Regions from separate parts of the Macaca mulatta genome. Here region 2 is linked to region 1. The links are chromatin contacts, called in public Hi-C maps. All regions are on one chromosome and are shown on one strand. Each heading gives the region's core, a stretch centred on a gene start, on an enhancer-like site or on the middle of the called end of the contact. The rest is flanking DNA. Distances are from core to core; before and after follow the strand shown.

What was found. A called contact is a pair of places that touch in the nucleus more often than the background predicts.
Region 2: a Hi-C map of CD4 T cells shows a contact between it and region 1, with 4 times the contacts expected there. The contact joins the enhancer-like site here to the promoter of THUMPD3 in region 1. A contact is called at or near these places in 4 of 14 Hi-C or Micro-C datasets (CD4 T cells, fetal cortex germinal zone, fetal cortical plate and 1 more).

The regions. Positions count from the first base shown.
Region 1 is chr2:148,147,836-148,152,187 of T2T-MMU8v2.0, reverse strand. THUMPD3 (THUMP domain containing 3) reads right to left here and starts at 2,435. Exons shown (of 10, transcript XM_015130340.3): 1 at 2,369-2,435; 2 at 181-485. The coding sequence starts at 432. LOC106996842 (a long non-coding RNA gene) reads left to right here. Exons shown (of 6, transcript XR_013414113.1): 6 at 2,192-2,888.
Region 2 is chr2:148,210,168-148,215,243 of T2T-MMU8v2.0, reverse strand. It overlaps SETD5 (SET domain containing 5), which reads right to left. Exons shown (of 23, transcript NM_001265978.1): 2 at 616-675. Among named protein-coding and RNA genes, the nearest start is that of SETD5, 27 kb to the right of the region's middle. Within about 2 kb of position 2,168, at least 24 of the 40 cell types and tissues checked have an H3K27ac peak or open chromatin away from gene starts, as enhancers often do. A contact at or near this core is called in CD4 T cells, fetal cortex germinal zone and fetal cortical plate, where this site is marked.

The DNA of each region.
Region 1 (4,352 bases), core at 1,186-3,685:
ACTGAAACTACAGTCAAAATTACAAATCAGTACTCAATAGAAAATGCACTAACTTTAAAATCTCCTGATTTGGGGCAGAGCAATGAAAATCAGAAAGGATTCCAGAAGGGTCTGTAAAATGAAAAGTAACCATAAAACGATCAACTTAGAAAACTATTTTAAATATTGCTTCATTCAAACCTGTGCCAGACTTTCCACTGAAATGACAAAATATATCTTGCCACGGTCTCTGCTGATTTTGCATGATGACCCAAGTTTCTCTCTCACTTCATCTGCAGCTGTTTGCTCAAAGCCAGTAGGTACAGTGGCTCCAATAGTGACTAGAAGCTCAGATTCACTTCTGAGGTCACTTTCCGTCACTTGTACAGAGCTCTGGTTCTCATGAAGGTTCACATCTAGGAGTTGGTTAGTGGCTTCTTCAATGTCACACATGTTGGCTGTGCTTCCAAGATCCCTAACACTGTCTCTTTAAAAGCAGTACTGTCCTTTAAAAGAGAAAGAAATAAAGCCCAAATATTGTCATCTCATATTTCAGTTATAATTAAAAACATGGGCTCTGAAGGGCAGGAAGAAGAAGGCAACACACCTGATAAATAGTCACCAAAGTAAAAAGGGTTGAATAAACATGGGCACAGAGTGCAGGTTGTAAAACGTGATGTTATTATTAAACAAGCAATACAGATACATGGGAGAAAAAGAGGCAAGAAGTATTTCCATAGCATGCAACATTTGCTTTGGGGTAACCCATGTTGACAAAAGCCATTTCATAACTACAATAGAAACTGCAGATTACACTCAAATACATTTCTGCATCTAGATGTTAAGAACATGGTTAGTTAAGAATATAGGGCCTGGCTGGGTGTGGTGGCTCACACCTGTAATCCTAGCACTCTGGGAGGCCGAGGCGGGAGGATTGCCTGAGGTCAGGAGTTTCAGACCAGCCTGGCCAACATGGTAAAACCCTGTCTCTACTAAAAATACAAACATTAGCCAGGTGTGGTGGTGGGAGCCTGTAATCCCAGCTACTTGGGAGGCTGAGGGACCACAACTGCTTGAACCTGGGAGGTGGAGATTGCAGCGAGCCGAGATCATGCCACTGCACTCTGACCTGGGTGATAGAACAAGACTCTGTCTCAAAAAAATAAATAAAATAAATAATAATAAAAATATGTGGCTTTTGGAGTTTCAGATAGATACAGGTTTGAATTTTTGCCTCCACCATCATAGGTTGAATGGCAAATTAATTCTCCCAAGCCTCCAAATTTAATTAAGTAATTAGTAATACCTCTTTCCTAGAGTTGTTAGGAGACAAGCGAGAATTAACTAATACCTCTTTCCTAGAGTTGTTAGGAGACAAGTGAGAGTAGTAAACGACCAGGCCAATAAGTAAAACTTATTAATAGGCTATCTTCTTCCCTCCTGTGAAGTAGACAGCACTTCATGCATTTTAAAATGATTAACTGGGCTGGGCACACTGGCTCGTGCCCGTAATCCCAGCACTTTGGGGAGCTAAGGCGAGTAGATGGGTTGAGGTCGAGACCAATCTGCGTAATATGGCAAAACCTCATCTCTACCAAAAATACAAAAAATAGCTGGGCGTGGTGGTGGGCACTTGTAGTCCCAGCTACTTGGAAGGCTGAGGTGGGAGGACTGCACTCCAGCCTGGGCGACACTGTGAGGCCCTGTCTCAAAAAAGAAAAGAAAAAATTAAAAATAAAAATGGTTAACGGAACACTTGCTATCTAATGATTACAAACATTCAAATGCCTACTACTTGCCAGACTCTGGGATCCACAGATGGGCATCAGGACAGAAATCTTGGAAGTAACCTGAAATAGTAAAACAAACTTCCTATGCATAAGCTTTTGTGTGTGCTTGGGGCGGGGGCCGGGGGAAGTATTAGAGAGGTGGAGGGTCCATAACTTACACCAGGTTTTCAAAGGGTTTGTGACCCAAAATAAGTGAGTACATAACACCTATACTGTCCTTGTGCTGTGCCAGCGATACAAGACAGCGTTTAATACAACGTCAGTTCCCGCCGTTAAGAAAGTGACAGTCACTGTGAATACAATCTCCATCTTCTAAAAAAGGCAGCTGAGGTCAGCTAAAGGGCGCGTTCCGCACAAGGTCAGAGAGCCAATGAGAGGCGCAGAATGGAAGAAAACTCACGTCTCCCAATTCCCACCCACAGGGCCCTGGGAATCCTAGGAAGCAGGTAAAGGCCTGGGAGACGGAGCAAGATGGGCTCCGCCACGAGACCGGGCTGAAGTCCAGCCCGGCGCCGGCCTCGGCTGCAAAAGGAAGGCCGCCCCTCTCTCCCCAAGCGGAAACACCAGAGGAGCCACACTCGGCCGTTCCCGTCAGTTACCGGCCGCCAGCGAAGACTCTTTCAGCTCCCGCACTCCATTGGCCTCTCGCGGTCAGCCCACGCCGCCGGAAGCCGCCCCCGGAAACGGAAGTCAGGCTGCGGGTCACGGTGGCTCCGCACTAGCGGCCGGTGCCCGCACAAGGTAGCGGGGGGGCGGGAAAGGAGCATGCGCTGGAAGCTCTGTGCTCTTGGTTTTGAGGATCGTCAGCAAGCCGAAAGCGGACTGTCAGGGGCCTAGTGCCCTATCATGGTATTTGCTAACGTTTAGAGAGTGCTTCCCCTTGCCGAGCACTGGGTAAGCGCTTTACATGCGTCATCTCATTTGAAACAAGTCTCTTTTGTTCCAGCACCTATGAAGTGGCAGTGGCTGATTTCTGTTTTAAAGCTGGAGAAACTGAGTCTCTCTAGCTTAAATATCTTTCCCAAAATGTCATGCCACCAGTTCCTGATTTCTGTATTGCCATCACTATTTTAGCACTGTTTACTTAATATTTTCCTTTAGTTAAAAAAAAAAAAGAAATAGTGGGGCTCACTATGTTGCCTAAGCTGGTCTCGAACACCTGGGCTCAAGTGATTCTTCTATCTAGCCCTCCTGAAGTGCTGGTATTACAGGCATGAGCCACTGTGCCCAATCAGATGAACTTTATTTTTCATAAAGTGTTGAACCTGGCCGGGCACAGTGGCTCACGCCTGTAATCCCAGCACTTTGGGAGGCTGAGGCGGGTGGATCACTTGAGGTCAGGAGTTTGAGGCCAGCTCGGCCAACATGGTGAAACCCTGTCTCTACTAAAAATACAAAAATTAGCTGGATGTGGTGGTCTGCACTTGTAGTCCCAGCTACTTGGGAAGATGAAGCAGAATTGCTTGAACCCGGGAGGCGGAGGTTGCAGGGAGCCAAGATTCTGCCACTGCACTCCAGTCTGGGAGCAAGACATCATCTCAAAAAAAAAAAAAGGGTTGAACCTGCATGGTAGCCATTTTGACAGACTGGGAAGCCTAGCTTCCAGCCAGAAGCCAAAAATAGAAAAACAGACACTTCCAGGGTTGGAAGAATAAGACAGGGATTTATGCTAATTACAGTGGCCAAATATACATGTTAAATATACTGTAGGAGGGGTCATGAATATTTATGAAAGGAGCAACTTGGGGATGTGCAGTTGAACTTCATGACTCTCTATGGATCCCATGTTTAAAAAATGGTGGCCTTAGCATTATCCAAGGGTGGCGTTTTCTACCCCTTGACTTCAAAAGGTGAAGCAGGGACATGAAAACCCTCACTGCACGTCCCGTGTAGACTGGCCAGAACCACTCCCTGGTCTCTTACCAGGAAGGAATGCTGGTCGGTTGTTCTGTTGAAACTGCAAATGGGAGGGTCAGCATCAAGCTGGTGGAGTGAGTCTTTCAAAAGGACTGCTTTCTGTTTAACCTTTAGGAAAGAAAATCTAATGGCGATTATAGAGGGAGGGGTTATAAAGAGGTGTGTCCAACTTCCCATCCTGTCATGAGTAGTAACTCAGCTTCCAAGTTTTTTCTAGGGTCTTCTTGGCCAAGAGAGGGCCTGTTCAGTCAGTTAGGGGGCATAGAATTTTATTTTTCTCAGTTGATAAAAGTTAACTTACTGTAAAAAGAAACTTAACAACCCAACAACAAAAAGTAAACCGAATTTAAAAACAAAATAAAACCAAAGAGAACACAATTTATAAATGTGCAAAGGGGCTGGGCGTGGTGGCTCATGCCTGTAGTCCCAGCACTTTGGGAGACTGAGGTTAGTGGATCACTTGAGCTCAGGAGTTTGAGACTAGCCCTGGCAACATGGCAAAACTCTGTCGCTACAAAAAAATAGCAAAAATTAGCTGGGCATGGTGGCACTCACCTGTAGTCCCAGCTACTCGGGAGGCTGAGACAGGAGAATAGCTTGAGCTGGTGAGGTTGAGGCTGTAATGAGTTATGGTCACACCACTGCACTCCAGCCCAGGTGACAGAA
Region 2 (5,076 bases), core at 919-3,418, 63 kb before region 1:
TTGCAGTGAGTCGAGACCGCACCATTGCACTTCAACATGGGCAACAATAATGAAACTCCGTCTCAAAAAAAAAAAAAAAAAAAAAAAAAAAAAAATTAAGTCAGTAACTATAAATTTCTATTTCATAAAAAATATTCCTTTTTCCTCGTGTCTAGTTTAACATGACTGCTTCATTCTTCTGATGAAAGCAACTATAATAGGTTAGCTTGACCATCTCATTCTAACTAATGATTTAATAATAAGGCTTCTTAATTCAAATTCTGTTAATAACCCCAAATTTCTCAAATATTACCCTAAGAATAGTTCCTTCCCTAAGTAACTCTCTGTAAAATGTCACTATTAAAATGTTAACTGAGGAACATTTAACAGATCATCCAAATGCAGTATTTTCTTATTATAATTTGTTTTTTCCTACCAGAATATAAACTCTATGAGGAAAGGGATTTTTATCCACTGCTGTAGTTCCAATGGCCAAAACAGTAACTGACACATAAAGAAGTTCAAGAAATATTTGCCAAGTAAATTATAATCACCATTTACTACAACATGATTCCAGCAGTCATTAAAATGCAAAAAATAAAACAGAAATTAAAAGGATTTACTTGGGTCAGTCACCTTTATATAGACTTCTGAATATGAAGTCCCCCCAAATTATCTGCTAGTAGTTCTGAAGACCTAGAAAAAATTGAGACACAAATTAGTATAGAAAGAAATAACATTGATCAACACACAGAATGGAATTCTACAGCTATATTAACAATTTTGTTTCTGTATACTATCTTGCTTACCATCCTACATCTATACTATCTTGTTTACCACCCTACGTCCATCCAGCACTGAATTTTTTGCCCTTTAATCTTTAATTTTTCCATAAAGCCAGAAACGAGAGGGTAGGGAAGGAAATTATTTGACATAAATGGTAAATACTTCTGTCACTGGCTAATTCTTCCCCTTCCTTCAAATTAGAATTCTCTCTCATTTTCCAAGGGACTCCTTTTTCTCTCTCCTAAGAGGTGACTCCCTTCTCCACTGAACAGTTCTCAAATTCAGAGATCTTTAACCCGATGTCCGATAGCTGTCCAGCCAGACAAGGGCCCATCATCACCCATTAAATTACAAGTCCATATTTATTACTCCTTTCTTTCCCTTCATTCCACATCATCTAGTTTCTTGTCCTACTATAAAAAATAATGATGGCCGGGCACGGTGGCTCAAGCCTGTAATCCCAGCACTTTGGGAGGCCGAGACGGGCGGATCACGAGGTCAGGAGATCGAGACCATCCTGGCTAACACGGTGAAATCCCGTCTCTACTAAAAAATACAAAAAAACTAGCCGGGCGCGGTGGCGGGCGCCTGTAGTCCCAACTACTCGGGAGGCTGAGGCAGGAGAATGGCGTGAACCCGGGAGGCGGAGCTTGCAGTGAGCTGAGATCCGGCCACTGCACTCCAGCCTGGGCGGCAGAGTGAGACTCCGTCTCAAAACAAAACAAAAAAAAAAAAAAAAAAAAAAGATAAAAGGGAGTCATTTCTATGTGTGGTCAAATGGAAACATGCTTAAAAAAGGGGGCTTAATTTTCTACCTTCCAAAAAGAAAGGTAAAATAGGTGATCCAGGACTTTGGGGGGAAAATGATCAGTATCCTTTAAGTCTCTGGTGTTTTTTCCAAAAAGTCAAATTTAACACTGGCCAGAGTTATTAACAGCTTAAAGATTAACATATCATAAACATGAAAAGAGTTGTTCATAGGATTCCAGTTACCAAGCATTAGAACACATGCATTTTATTTACGTTGATATTTTATGATTTCTAATTTTAAAAAACTGGAAAATAAGCTATTTTTTAGAAACAATTTAAAATAGTATACTCAGAATTAGAGAAAGAAAAAGTATCAAAGTAACAGTAAAAGGAAGGAAGAAATAAAGTACATCAAGGGAGAAGCAATAGCAAGTAAGAAAGAAAAAAGGAAAGGAGGAAAAGACAGAAATAGATGTGAGTGTACAGTATGGGGAAAATGCATCACAATTTCAAATTCTTATTAACTATGTCCCCAACAATCCATCAGAAACCTCAGGAACACTAGGTAAGTTCTCGGATTCAGAAACAGAGACAGCCTGTACCTTCCAGTAGTACCGAGTACTCTCTTTAGGAGGTGCCATTTACATACAGTTTCTAGGGGAAAGGATGTTAGATAGAACATGCCAGAAATGTTTCTTAAGGACCCCATCTTTTTAATTGGGTTCAGAAATGGCCAACAGTCTCTATATCATCATTCTGACAGTCTCTTCTCTATATGACTTGCTGAAAGCACAAGACCTGTATGATCTCCCTGGTCACTCACAGAGAAGACAAACAAAAAGTGTTTTATGAACAATTCCAACAGAGATTTCAGAAGAAGAAATTGCATCAGACAGGTGAGGCGGAAGCAGCTGGGAGACAAGAGTCCAATAAACAACCAATCCAATGAAAGAAATTCAGAACAAGTCTGCTTCAGTAATCCTGTGAAGAGGACTGGCAGGAAGAGGAGTGCCGCTTCAGAAAGAGAACAGGCCTCATATGCTTCAGACAGTCTTTGTACTGAGGCTGTGGACCTTGGCCATTCTCCCAGAAATGATGCAATCCTGATGAACAAGATCTGCTGCCAGAGAAACAATTGTTAACAGCCTATGCAGACAGCAACTCAGCCAAGGAGCAATCTCTGATCAACTCACTCCATAAACCAACAGAACGCCAAATCTCTCTTCCTCAATTTCAGTGTCTGACAAAACATAAGTGAACACAGTATATATTCAGATACATAAGAACAAGCCATTTTCTCAAAGTGTCCTTTTTCTTTTAATTTCTTTGGCTGTACAATATCCATTATTACATTTTAGATAAAATACTGAACATTTTTTACTTTTATAAATACAATTATCCAAGCATATCAACATAATAACATAAATATGAAAATGTATACTTATTTTCCTCATTCTCATAAGAAAACCTTTTTGGGAGGTAGTGGCTTCCCTAAGCATAAAAATTGCTCTGAAATCTATCATCCAGCTATAATATTTCAAGTAAAGACAAATATACACATATTCTAATTCAGAGACAGAAAATATATTTCATAGATATTTTTGAAATTAGATAAAAATCAATGTTAAATATTGGCATCTATTAGAGAAAAGAGAAAATCTAATCTTGCTTATGCTGACATACAAGGTAGACTAAGCAGTATCATCTCACAATAATAGTACTTATAACAATCACTTTTTTGAAGGGCAAAAATATTACTTCAGATCTTACTAAAGGATCAGATTATTTTAATCTTATGAGCCACAATTTACTAATTTAGAAACTAACTTAAAAATCCTCAATTTAATAATCTTCTCTAGACTTCTCATCTCCTAGGCCTGGTTTCTTTTTCAGAAGTTTTGGTATCAGGTTTTTCACACAGTATTATAAAATTATAAAAAGTTGTTTTTTCTCACTAAATAAATAAAATATCCTGTATAAAGCAGTTCTCTAAACTTCAACTAGCCAAGTCATAACTAACCAAATTTCTTCCTTTTGAAAGCAATAACCCTTAAACTGGGATTCATGAAAAAACACAAATATCTAAGATATATCCTGAAATAAATCTATTCAGCCCAATCTACTACTTCTATATACTACTAAATAACAAAAATGAACAGATACACAGAATAGCTCTAAAGCACTAAAAATACTTTAATAGGTCAATAAATGAAAAAATTTAACTCGGGAAGAGAAAAACACTTTTTGGGACTATTTCAAAAGGGTTAAAGTAGCTAATAATTTTTTAAAAATCCAATTTCTGAACTTGACTATTCAAAATTTTATTACATATAGGCTGAATTTCTTCTTAAATACATTTATAGTTCTTTGATTTATCTTTTGAATGACTTTACAAAACAGTAAAAAGGGGAAATGGGGAAAGAATATTGGGTTTTCTGGTATGATGATTTTTACTCTCTACATAATTTTTAAATCACAGAACAGTCCAAAATACAATAAATATATGACTGCTTATCTACATGACCAACTTTTATGAGAATGAATGTGGCAACTGCATTATATACTTATCTTCATCTTCATCTCAAAGTCAAATATCTCAAGTAAAATCACTGTAGCTGTACCATGACAAACAGCCTTTTACCTTAGGAGAAGAAAAGTATGCTAGGAAAAAGCACTATTAGAGGCTGGGTGCAGTGGCTCACATCTGTAATCCTAGCACTTTGGGAGGCTGAGGCAGGAGGATCGCTTGAACCCAGGAGTTCAAGACCAGCCTGGGCAACATAGTGAGACCCATCTCCTAAAAAAAAAAGAAAAAAAGAAAAGAAAAAAAGGCACTATAATAGGAGTTAGGAGACTTGAGTTCTAGTCTACAACATAATTAGTGACCTCAGAAAAATCACTTTACATAGATGATCCCTAAATTCCTCAAAGTAAAATCTTCATTGTGTGTCTTCCTGCTCCAGATTTCTATGAATCCTGGCACTGCTGCCAACTAGCTTAGGAAATTCACAGAATGTCTCACAGTCTCAGTTTTCTCATCTGTACCCAAAAAAAAAAAAAAAAAAAAAAAAAAAAAAAAAAACCAAAAAAAAAAAACCCCCAAAAAACCAAAAAACACAAGAACAACAAAAACAACAAAAAAAACCTGTTGTGCTGACCCATAGGCACACATGGACTAGCATTTGCAGCAACTAAGAGCTTAAATAACTTTCTGGTCCCTTTGAGTATACGTGAAGAAAGAGGAGCTGCTGCTAATAACCGGAATATGGCTAAACACTGTTTTTATTCTTCTCCAAAAGCATGTATTTCAAGTTTGCTACAGCAGATAATGTGGAAAGAAAAAATGTGAGAAACATGAAAAAAAAAAAAGAGAGAGAAGTGTGAAGCATTAGAAGAAACAAATATGAGTTACTGGAAAACAAAGAGATGAACTCTAAAAGAGCACTCAGAGATAAAGTGAAAAGTTTATGTATTTGGAACAGTATACATTAGGCTTATAATCTGAAGCAAATTAATGCAAGCAAAGAATTTAGGGGTTAAGGACTGAAGGGAAAAAAGAAA